Regions from separate parts of the Canis lupus genome. Here regions 2 and 3 are each linked to region 1. A link is a contact called in public Hi-C data. All regions are on one chromosome and are shown on one strand. The core of a region is the stretch at or near the end of the contact, and the rest is flanking DNA. Distances in the headings are between cores, read along the strand shown. Region 1 holds the start of PGRMC2 (membrane-associated progesterone receptor component 2). Region 2 holds the start of JADE1 (protein Jade-1). Region 3 holds the start of ABHD18 (protein ABHD18).

The links. A called contact is a pair of places that touch in the nucleus more often than the background predicts.
Region 2: a Hi-C map of blood shows a contact between it and region 1, with 3 times the contacts expected there. The contact joins the promoter of JADE1 here to the promoter of PGRMC2 in region 1. A contact is called at or near these places in 2 of 9 Hi-C or Micro-C datasets (both in blood).
Region 3: a contact with region 1 is called in a Hi-C map of blood, with 2.7 times the contacts expected there. The contact joins the promoter of ABHD18 here to the promoter of PGRMC2 in region 1. A contact is called at or near these places in 2 of 9 Hi-C or Micro-C datasets (both in blood).

Annotation. Positions count from the first base shown.
Region 1 is chr19:13,524,843-13,527,477 of UU_Cfam_GSD_1.0, forward strand. It overlaps PGRMC2 (membrane-associated progesterone receptor component 2), which reads left to right and starts at 1,321. Exons shown (of 3, transcript XM_038564665.1): 1 at 1,321-1,768. The coding sequence starts at 1,351. LOC102151797 (importin subunit alpha-8-like) reads right to left here and starts at 810. Exons shown (of 5, transcript XR_005373926.1): 1 at 432-810; 2 at 90-322.
Region 2 is chr19:13,057,524-13,060,158 of UU_Cfam_GSD_1.0, forward strand. It overlaps JADE1 (protein Jade-1), which reads right to left and starts at 1,320. Exons shown (of 11, transcript XM_038564644.1): 1 at 1,237-1,320.
Region 3 is chr19:13,791,567-13,794,201 of UU_Cfam_GSD_1.0, forward strand. It overlaps ABHD18 (protein ABHD18), which reads right to left and starts at 1,344. Exons shown (of 13, transcript XM_038564690.1): 1 at 1,061-1,344. All of the region lies in intron 1 of MFSD8 (major facilitator superfamily domain-containing protein 8), which reads left to right.

The DNA of each region.
Region 1 (2,635 bases), core at 71-2,570:
TCTGCTTCTCTCTGGGTCTCTCAAGAATAAATAAAATCTTAAAAAAAAAAAAAAAAGATTAGACCCAAAGTGTTACTCCCTTAACACACCTTCATTCTTTCGGCACACCGGTAGTCCACAACTGGCCGTTCTTGGGGTGGTTGTGTGGGAACTCACCAACACCAAAACAGACCAGGGCAGGAAAGCCCAAGTCCAGTGAGATGAGCGCCTGAGGTAAGGGGCCCAGAACAAGGCTTCAGAGGTGAGACATTTACGCCAGGTTTTTTGTGTTTTGTTTTGTTTTGTTTTTAAGGACTTGGGAGCCTAAAAGACTACGAAGGACCTAAGGAGATAAAAAGAAATCGTGAGTTAAAGCTGAATGAGGGAACAGAAGGACCGCCTCATTCTATCCACTTCCCTACCGCCACAGACTATTCATTCAGGAACAGCACCTTCAGCGTAAAACCTGAAAGCGAATTCTGCGGGAGCGGCCTCGGCCAAGACCACCGTCGGTGGCGGCTCGGTGCCGGCGCAGACAGCAAGCGGGCTCCGGGCGCCCAGCGGCCCCGGCGCGGGCTCCGTGCGCTCCTCCTGCGCCAGGAGGGCTCCAGCCCGTCGCCAACACCTCCGGGCGGCAGCTCTGTCTGCGCGCCCACGCTCCTGGCTTCCAGACAGGCGCGACGGCGCCCGGGGGGGGACAAAAAAGAGACGCCCCTCAACAGTTTGCGCCAGTAATGAAAACTGGGTCGCGGCCTCCCACAAGCCGCCAACCTGCGCCCCCGAAAAGGCGACCCCACGAGACTGAGACTCCGCCTCCGCGGCCGCCCCGGCGCACGTGAAGTCCCCGTGCCGAGCCGCCGCGCTGAGGCGGGAGTGCGCGGACGCGAACCCAAGCCTGGGAAGGGAAGCGATTCCGGGGCGCACGCGCGTAGAGCGGAGGGAACCAACCGGGCGGGGCCGGCCCCCCGGAGGAGGCGCAGGGGAAAGGAGAGCGCGTGGCGCTCCGGAACCCGCGCACGCGCTGTAGTGTCCCCCCGCCTATGCGCGCGCGCGCGCGGCCGGCGCTGCATCTTTTCTTCAGGCCCGCCCCTCCCCGTCTTGTACTTCTGCAAGCCGAGGCGCTGAGCGAAAGCAGGGAAGTGTGGGGCGAGGTGGGCGGGGCGTCGCACGCGAGCGCGGCCTGCTGAAGAAGGGAGGGGGGAGGGAGCGATCCGAGACAACGTTACCCCTTCAACACCCAATGGAGAGCAGGCTTGGCCCCGCCCCCTCCCCTCCTGTCATTGGCTGGGAGGCCCCCAGAGGGGCGGGGTCGGCCGTGGGGTTGGGGAGGGCAGGGGGCGGGGAGGAGGAGGAAGGCGCTGGCGGGCAGTGATGGCGGCGGGTGATGGGGACGTGAAGCTAGGCACCCTGGGGAGTGGCAGCGAGAGCAGCAGCGACGGCAGCAGCGAGAGCCCCAGCGGCGTGGGAGCGGCAGCAGAAGGGGGCGGCTGGGCGGCAGCAGCGTTGGCGCTTCTGACGGGGGGCGGGGAGATGCTGCTGAACGTGGCGCTGGTGGCGCTGGTGCTGCTGGGGGCCTACCGGCTGTGGGTGCGCTGGGGGCGGCGGGGTCTGGGCACCGGGGCCGGCGCGGGCGAGGAGAGCCCCGCTGCCTCGCTGCCTCGCATGAAGAAGCGGGACTTCAGCTTGGAGCAGCTGCGACAGTACGACGGCTCCCGCACCCCGCGCATCCTGCTCGCGGTCAATGGGAAAGTCTTCGACGTGACCAAAGGCAGCAAGTTCTACGGCCCGGGTGAGGAGGAGTTGGAAGGGGAGGGGGAGGACCTCCTGCAGCTCCTGTGCGACCCCCCCACCCCCCGCGAGACGGGGAGGCCCCTGGGCTCCGGGTTAGTTTGCCCAGCCTTCCCGACGTCTGGACCCCTGCGGCTTGGCTCCTGCACCTGGGACGGCCCGCCCCACACACACCCCCAGCTCCGGGCGCCTGCAGGTCACCCCCCCGGCCCAAGTGCAGGTTTCAGTGTCGCCCCAGGAACCGGCTCTCAGCTCTCCTCTTTCTCCCATCCCGTTCCTCCACGAAGCTTTTTCTTCTGCTGATTTTTTTTTTTTTTTTTTCAGAATCTTCCCAGTTGTCGCCCGTCACGCTAGCCCACTACCTTTCTTGAGCTTTCTGATTCCTGGGATGGGTGGGGGCAGGAGGGACGGGAGATGCCTAATGTAGGGACCCAAAGTTTGTAGGCCAGGTAATTCACAGCTTTCCTTTCTTTACTCTGTTTTGTCACTGATCTCCCTTTTCTCTACTATTCCCCATAAGGCCACGTTTAGGTACACGTACTTCCAAGCCCCCACCGTTTAGCTTGTGAAGTCTGAGCATATAAGCAACACCTCAGACTTTTTTTTTCAAACCAGTTTTAGTATGGAGATGCTTTCCAAGATTAACACTGTATGTAGGATGAGGACAGACCAGAATGTAGATCTTAATAAAGACTGGCAAGGATAGTCTCCCTGAGTTTTGGAGGTGGAGCTCAAATACCCAGCAGGCGGGCCTGCCTGGTTTCTTTTTACTTTTTTTTTTTTTTTTTTTTGATAGTAGGAAGGCAAGTATTCAAATCCACGTTGATAATGACTTGTGTTTTCACTGAGCAGCAAAAACTTAAAAGAG
Region 2 (2,635 bases), core at 70-2,569, 470 kb before region 1:
GGTGCACGCCGCACGCTCGGGTGAAGGCAGCGAAGCCCAGGCGGCCCCACCCCCCACGGTCTGCACGGTCTGCAGATGGTGCCAAAGGTTGCAGTTTGCAATCCGCTTTAAGTTCACGGTTAATCGGTACTTTGCTCTACCGAGGCAACTCCTTCCTGGGCTCACCGGTGAAGGGCTTTACACTTTGCAGGCAGTCTCGCTTTGAGTGAAAGGGTCCGCTCCCTGGAAACCCGATTTGGGAGGATCTGACTGCCGAGCTGTCCCTGCACCCCCTGCTCCCTGCCCTTGCATTGATGCACAGAATATTTTGGACATGTGGTGACGCGGTGACAAGCGCCAGGGCTGCCGCGGCCACCCTGCCGAGACGGACCTACACACACACACGCGCGCGCACACACACACACACACACACACCTATACGTCTGGACAGATACAGTCGTCGCCCCCCCCCGCCCGCCGCGGTCACACACACACTCCGGATTCATATATGTACGCGGACCTGCGTTCTGCCATTGCCATCTGTCTACCAAGTTGCTACTATGCTTTCCACTTTCATGCAGCCTAATGCGCTTTGGCTTTTTTTTTTTTTTAAATGTGTATCCGCTAAAGCCAACTAGACTGGGCTTCTGCTCCTACACGCGTGTAAAGGAGGATTCACCTGAAAACCGCACGTTCTTCGCAAATCCGAAAGAAGAAGAAGAAAAAAAAAAAAGAAAAGCTCGAAGTCTTCAGCGCCACCACCACCCCCACCCACCCGGCAAAAAAAAAAAAAAAATTTTTTTTTTTTTTTTGGAAAAAGGATCATAATACAACTTACTGATCCAAACACAGATCAATTCTCAGGATCCCAAAACCATCTCGTCCTCCTCCTCCGGCCCCCGCCCCGGCAATGCCCAAGTTGCTGGTGGGATAGTAACGCGGCGCTCGGCGGCGGCCGGCCCTCCCTCCCTCCTCGCTCGCTACATATCGAGAACCCAATCTTTTGGCGCCATATTAATGACGTACTATATTATTTCCACTAGGCAGCGACCTTCGGCATTAAATTACTCCCGAGAACTCCCGAGCAGAGCAACAAAACCATCAAATATGGCTGAGCCTCTCGGCTGGTCCTGCAGCCGCCGCCGCCGCCGCCGCCGCGGTACCGGGACGCGCACACGGACCCACGCGCGGACACGCGCGGACCCACGCGCGGCCCCCCGCCCCCCGCGCCCCGCGCCCCGCGGCCCGCGCGCCTACCTGCTGCGGAAGGCTTCGGCGGAGGCGCTGGGCTCCACGCCGCCGGCTCCGCGCTGCATGAGTTCGGGCCGCGGCGGGCGGGCGGGCGGGGAGCCGGGCGGGCGGGCGGGCGGGCGGGCGCGGAGCCGGGCGGGCCCCTGCTCTGCCGGCGCGCACACACGCGGCCCTCGCGCAGGGAGGCACTCTCGGACGGGCGTTCGGCGGCTGATGGAGGAGGGGCCGTGCGAATCGAACTCCTTTCTGGGTCACTGCTGCCACAGGGGGGAGCACTTTACTCCTTGCCCGAACGCGAGGGTGGGGACGCGAGGGCGGAGGGAGCGCGCCGGGAGTCCGCCGCGCGGGGGGCTCCGTCCCTCGTTAACTCTTCGCGGGCCTCGGGCCGCGGGGGGCGGGGCCGCGGGTGGGGGCGGGGCCTGGGCCTCGGGGGCGGGGCCTCGGGCCGCAGGGTGGGGGGCGCCGTCCCGCCCTTGAGATCCCTCCCCTCGCTTCCCTTGCAAGTCAGGACCTTCTCCAGGGGGTCTCCAGGCGGGAAGGTGGGCTTTGAGATCCCCCCCTCCAAACTGCCCCGGTCGCGATTCTCGTCCGATCTCCTTGTTTGTACCTGGAAATGGATTCTCGCAGATTTAGTTTGAAATTCTTCACAGAAAGAAGAAAAAAAAAAAAAATATATATATATATATATATATATATATATATATATATGTGACTATTAAAAGAAAAAGTGTGTGATCTAGGTGAAAGGTTTTATTTTTAGGCTGAATGGCAAAATAAACAGTTCTTTTGTAGTAACAGTTCTAGGGAGTTGAGAATCGGGATGACGTTTTTAAATACAGGGAATCCAGTTTTGGAGATGGATTTGCGTCTTCACCCGAGGTTGTATCGGACATTGATCATTGCAAGTGAGGATTGATTCGTTGGAGGGCAATGATTATTTATAAGTGGACAGACACCACCTTTCTAGTTCACAGGATTTCAGGACTGGACATTGCCTTCGGAATGAGAGAATGGACACTAAAGCTGAAACTGGAGTTGCGGACTAATGTAAAATTAATCATTAGAGGCTTATCCGGGAGGGTATGTATGGGTAAAAATAACCGGTTGCCAATATTCCAGAAAATACAAATTTGCTTTTTTATGTGGAGGTTAACACAGAGGAGAAAAAGAAGTCTATGTGACCCTTAGGTTCCAAAGGAAAAAAGACATGGGTGCAGATTAAAACTCCCCTTCAGTAAATAGCAAGAGTGATCACTAATTACAAAACTGAATATTGAACCCGAAGGCATGTTGGAACTGCTGGAAGAACTCTTCCGAACATTATCAGGTTTGATTTCACACAATCATGTACCAACCTATCCACCTGCATCAAGAACATAATAATCTGATAAATGTGGCAAGACAA
Region 3 (2,635 bases), core at 94-2,593, 270 kb after region 1:
CTATATACCACAGAACAGATAACTAATATAGGGCCTGGCACAGGGAAGCTGCTTATAAATATTGGTCGAATTAACCGAATTGAGTCCCAATTCTGCCACTTTCACACCAAGCGGCTCTGGGTAAGTTGTCTACTTCTCTGAACCTTAGTTCTCTATAAAACAGAAACGTGTCTGCTCTACCTATCTCACAGGACCAGTTGTAATCAAATGAAATCACATGAGAGTGTATCAGTCCTAATAAAACAATAATCATGACACACATAATGACCACTGCTACCAATTAGCTTACAAGCCTACTCGCAGAAGATGTTAATATGTAAGCACCAGGAAAGAGACTGCATCAAGATCTACTGAAACAAAACTGAAACACCCGTGCTTTCTAAAAATGTCATCTTTGGGCAGCCCGGGTGGCCCAGCGGTTGAGCGTCTGCCTTCAGCCCAGGGCCTGATCCTGGAGACCCGGAATCGAGTCCCGCGTCGGGCTCCCTGCATGGAGCGTACTTCTCCCTCTGCCTGTGTCTCTGCCTCTGTCTCTCTCTTGCGTCTCTCATGAATAAATAAATAAAATCTTAAAAAAAATTAAATTAAAATGTCATCTTTATGATGAAAGGAGCCGGTCACTGCTACACCGAGGCTGGGCCTTTTCCAACCCCCAGGTTACAACAGCAGGGTCTGCGGAGTGACATGCATCTTGCAAGACTGAAAATCGCCCCGTCCGCGCAGGCGGCGGGGAGATGCCGACCTGAGGGTCAGCAGATTAGAAAGAGCTGGCCCCCCACCTGCACAGCCCCACGCAGGCCCCAACGAGGCACTACCTTTGCATTTAGCAGCGCGAGACAACGGCAGCGCCGAGACCATTGCACCTTCCACGGCGGGTCAGAGACCGCCCGCCCGCCGGCCTCCCCCGGGGCGGCCACAGCGCGCCCTGAAGCCCCGCCTCGTGCGGGGCCCGGACCCCCGCGCCTGCAGCCGAGCCCGCGCCTCCAGTGCCTGCCTCCCGGCACGTAGGCAGCGCGCGCAGGGGCTCGGGGAGCGCGGCCCGGACCTGCTGCGTACTCACTGGCCGAGCCGAGGGCGCCTGCTGTCCAGCCGCCGAGCCTCCCGGAACCGCCGCTCCCCTGGCTCCCGGGACTCGCTTTCCCTCGGAGCCCCAGCTGCAGCGACAGCAGCCTCTCCAGGAACGCGGGAGCCAAAGGGCGCAGCCAGCCAAGGCTGGGGAGGCGGGGGAGCCGTTTCGTCACTCCCCGAACCCTCTCAGGCCGTCGCGCGCACGGTCCCAGGCGCCCGAGACACCCGCGCGCCCCAGGAGAGCGAGGACGCAGGGCCCCGCCCCCGGCCTCTTCCCGCCCTGCGCCGTCGGGCCTCCCACGTGACTGAGTCTCTGCCCCGCCTCCCTCGCCCCGCCCACCCCGAATTGCCGGGCACGCACGCGCACTTGCGCGCTCGCGCTGACAGCTTCGGCCGAGGGGAACGCGAGGGAGCAGGAGGTGTCGCGAGAGTTGGCCTCACCGCGTCGGGGGCGGCGGAATCATGGCGAGCCTGGGGTTGGAGGCTGAGCAGGAGCCGCTCTTAGGCGACCGCACACCCGGAAGCAGGTGAGCGGATGTTGGAGGAAGGCCCCCTCACCTTCCTGCACTGTTGGGGCTGGCCCCCTCGTCCGGCGTCAGCCTCGCTGCGCGCGCAGCGGTTGCGCGCGATCCGGCGGTGGCTCCTGCTGCCGAGGCGCGAAGTTCGGCGGCGCGGCGAGCCCGCGGGCCCTGGGGAAGGCGTGACCGACCTCCAGACGCGCCCTCGGCCCTCCGCCCGCTGCCCCCTGCGTTCCCTGTCCCCTTGGAGCTCCTCGCTGCACGCGTTTCACGGAGGTTCCGAAATGATGCTTTTAAGTGGATACTTGAAGATACTCCTCCGTTTGGCTAAATTGCGCGATGACTTTTGATACCTTGTTAGCAGGTCAACCTGTACGAAACGGGCACACCTTTCCCCTTTGCCAAGTATATTGACTTAATTTCCCAGAGTTTGAGGATGAACTGTATGTAGTTCGACTCCTAATCCTGGTTGTATTGGGCCTACTTTACGGACAGTAATTCAGATTTGTTACAGTTTGTCTCACTACGCAATGAAGTATCTATTTTTTTTTTTGTCTTTAGGAAAACGGGACTATTTTCTTTGAAACGTAATTTGTCAAATTAATTGATACACATGGGATCCCTGGGTGGTGCAGCGGTTTGGCGCCTGCCTTTGGCCCAGGGCGCGATCCTGGAGACCCGGGATCGAACCCCACGTCGGGCTCCCAGTGCATGGAGCCTGCTTCTCCCTCTGCCTATGTCAAAAAAAAAAAAAAATTAATTGATACACATTAAGCTGTCGACGACCATGTTAAGTTTTGCACATTTGTCTTTTAAGCACCGAGCTTTTATTTTAACCACTTTGTTTGAAACTCCCTGGGCGCTGTGTGTCTTTGGTCTCTGATTTACTAGACGGACTATATGTCTTGCAATTAAAAAAAATTTTTTTTAATATTTTATTTATTTATTCATGACAGAAAGAGAGAGGCAGAGACACAGGCAGAGGGAAAAGCAGGCTCCATGCAGGGAGCCAACGTGGGACTCTATCCGGGGTCTCCAGGGTCATGCCC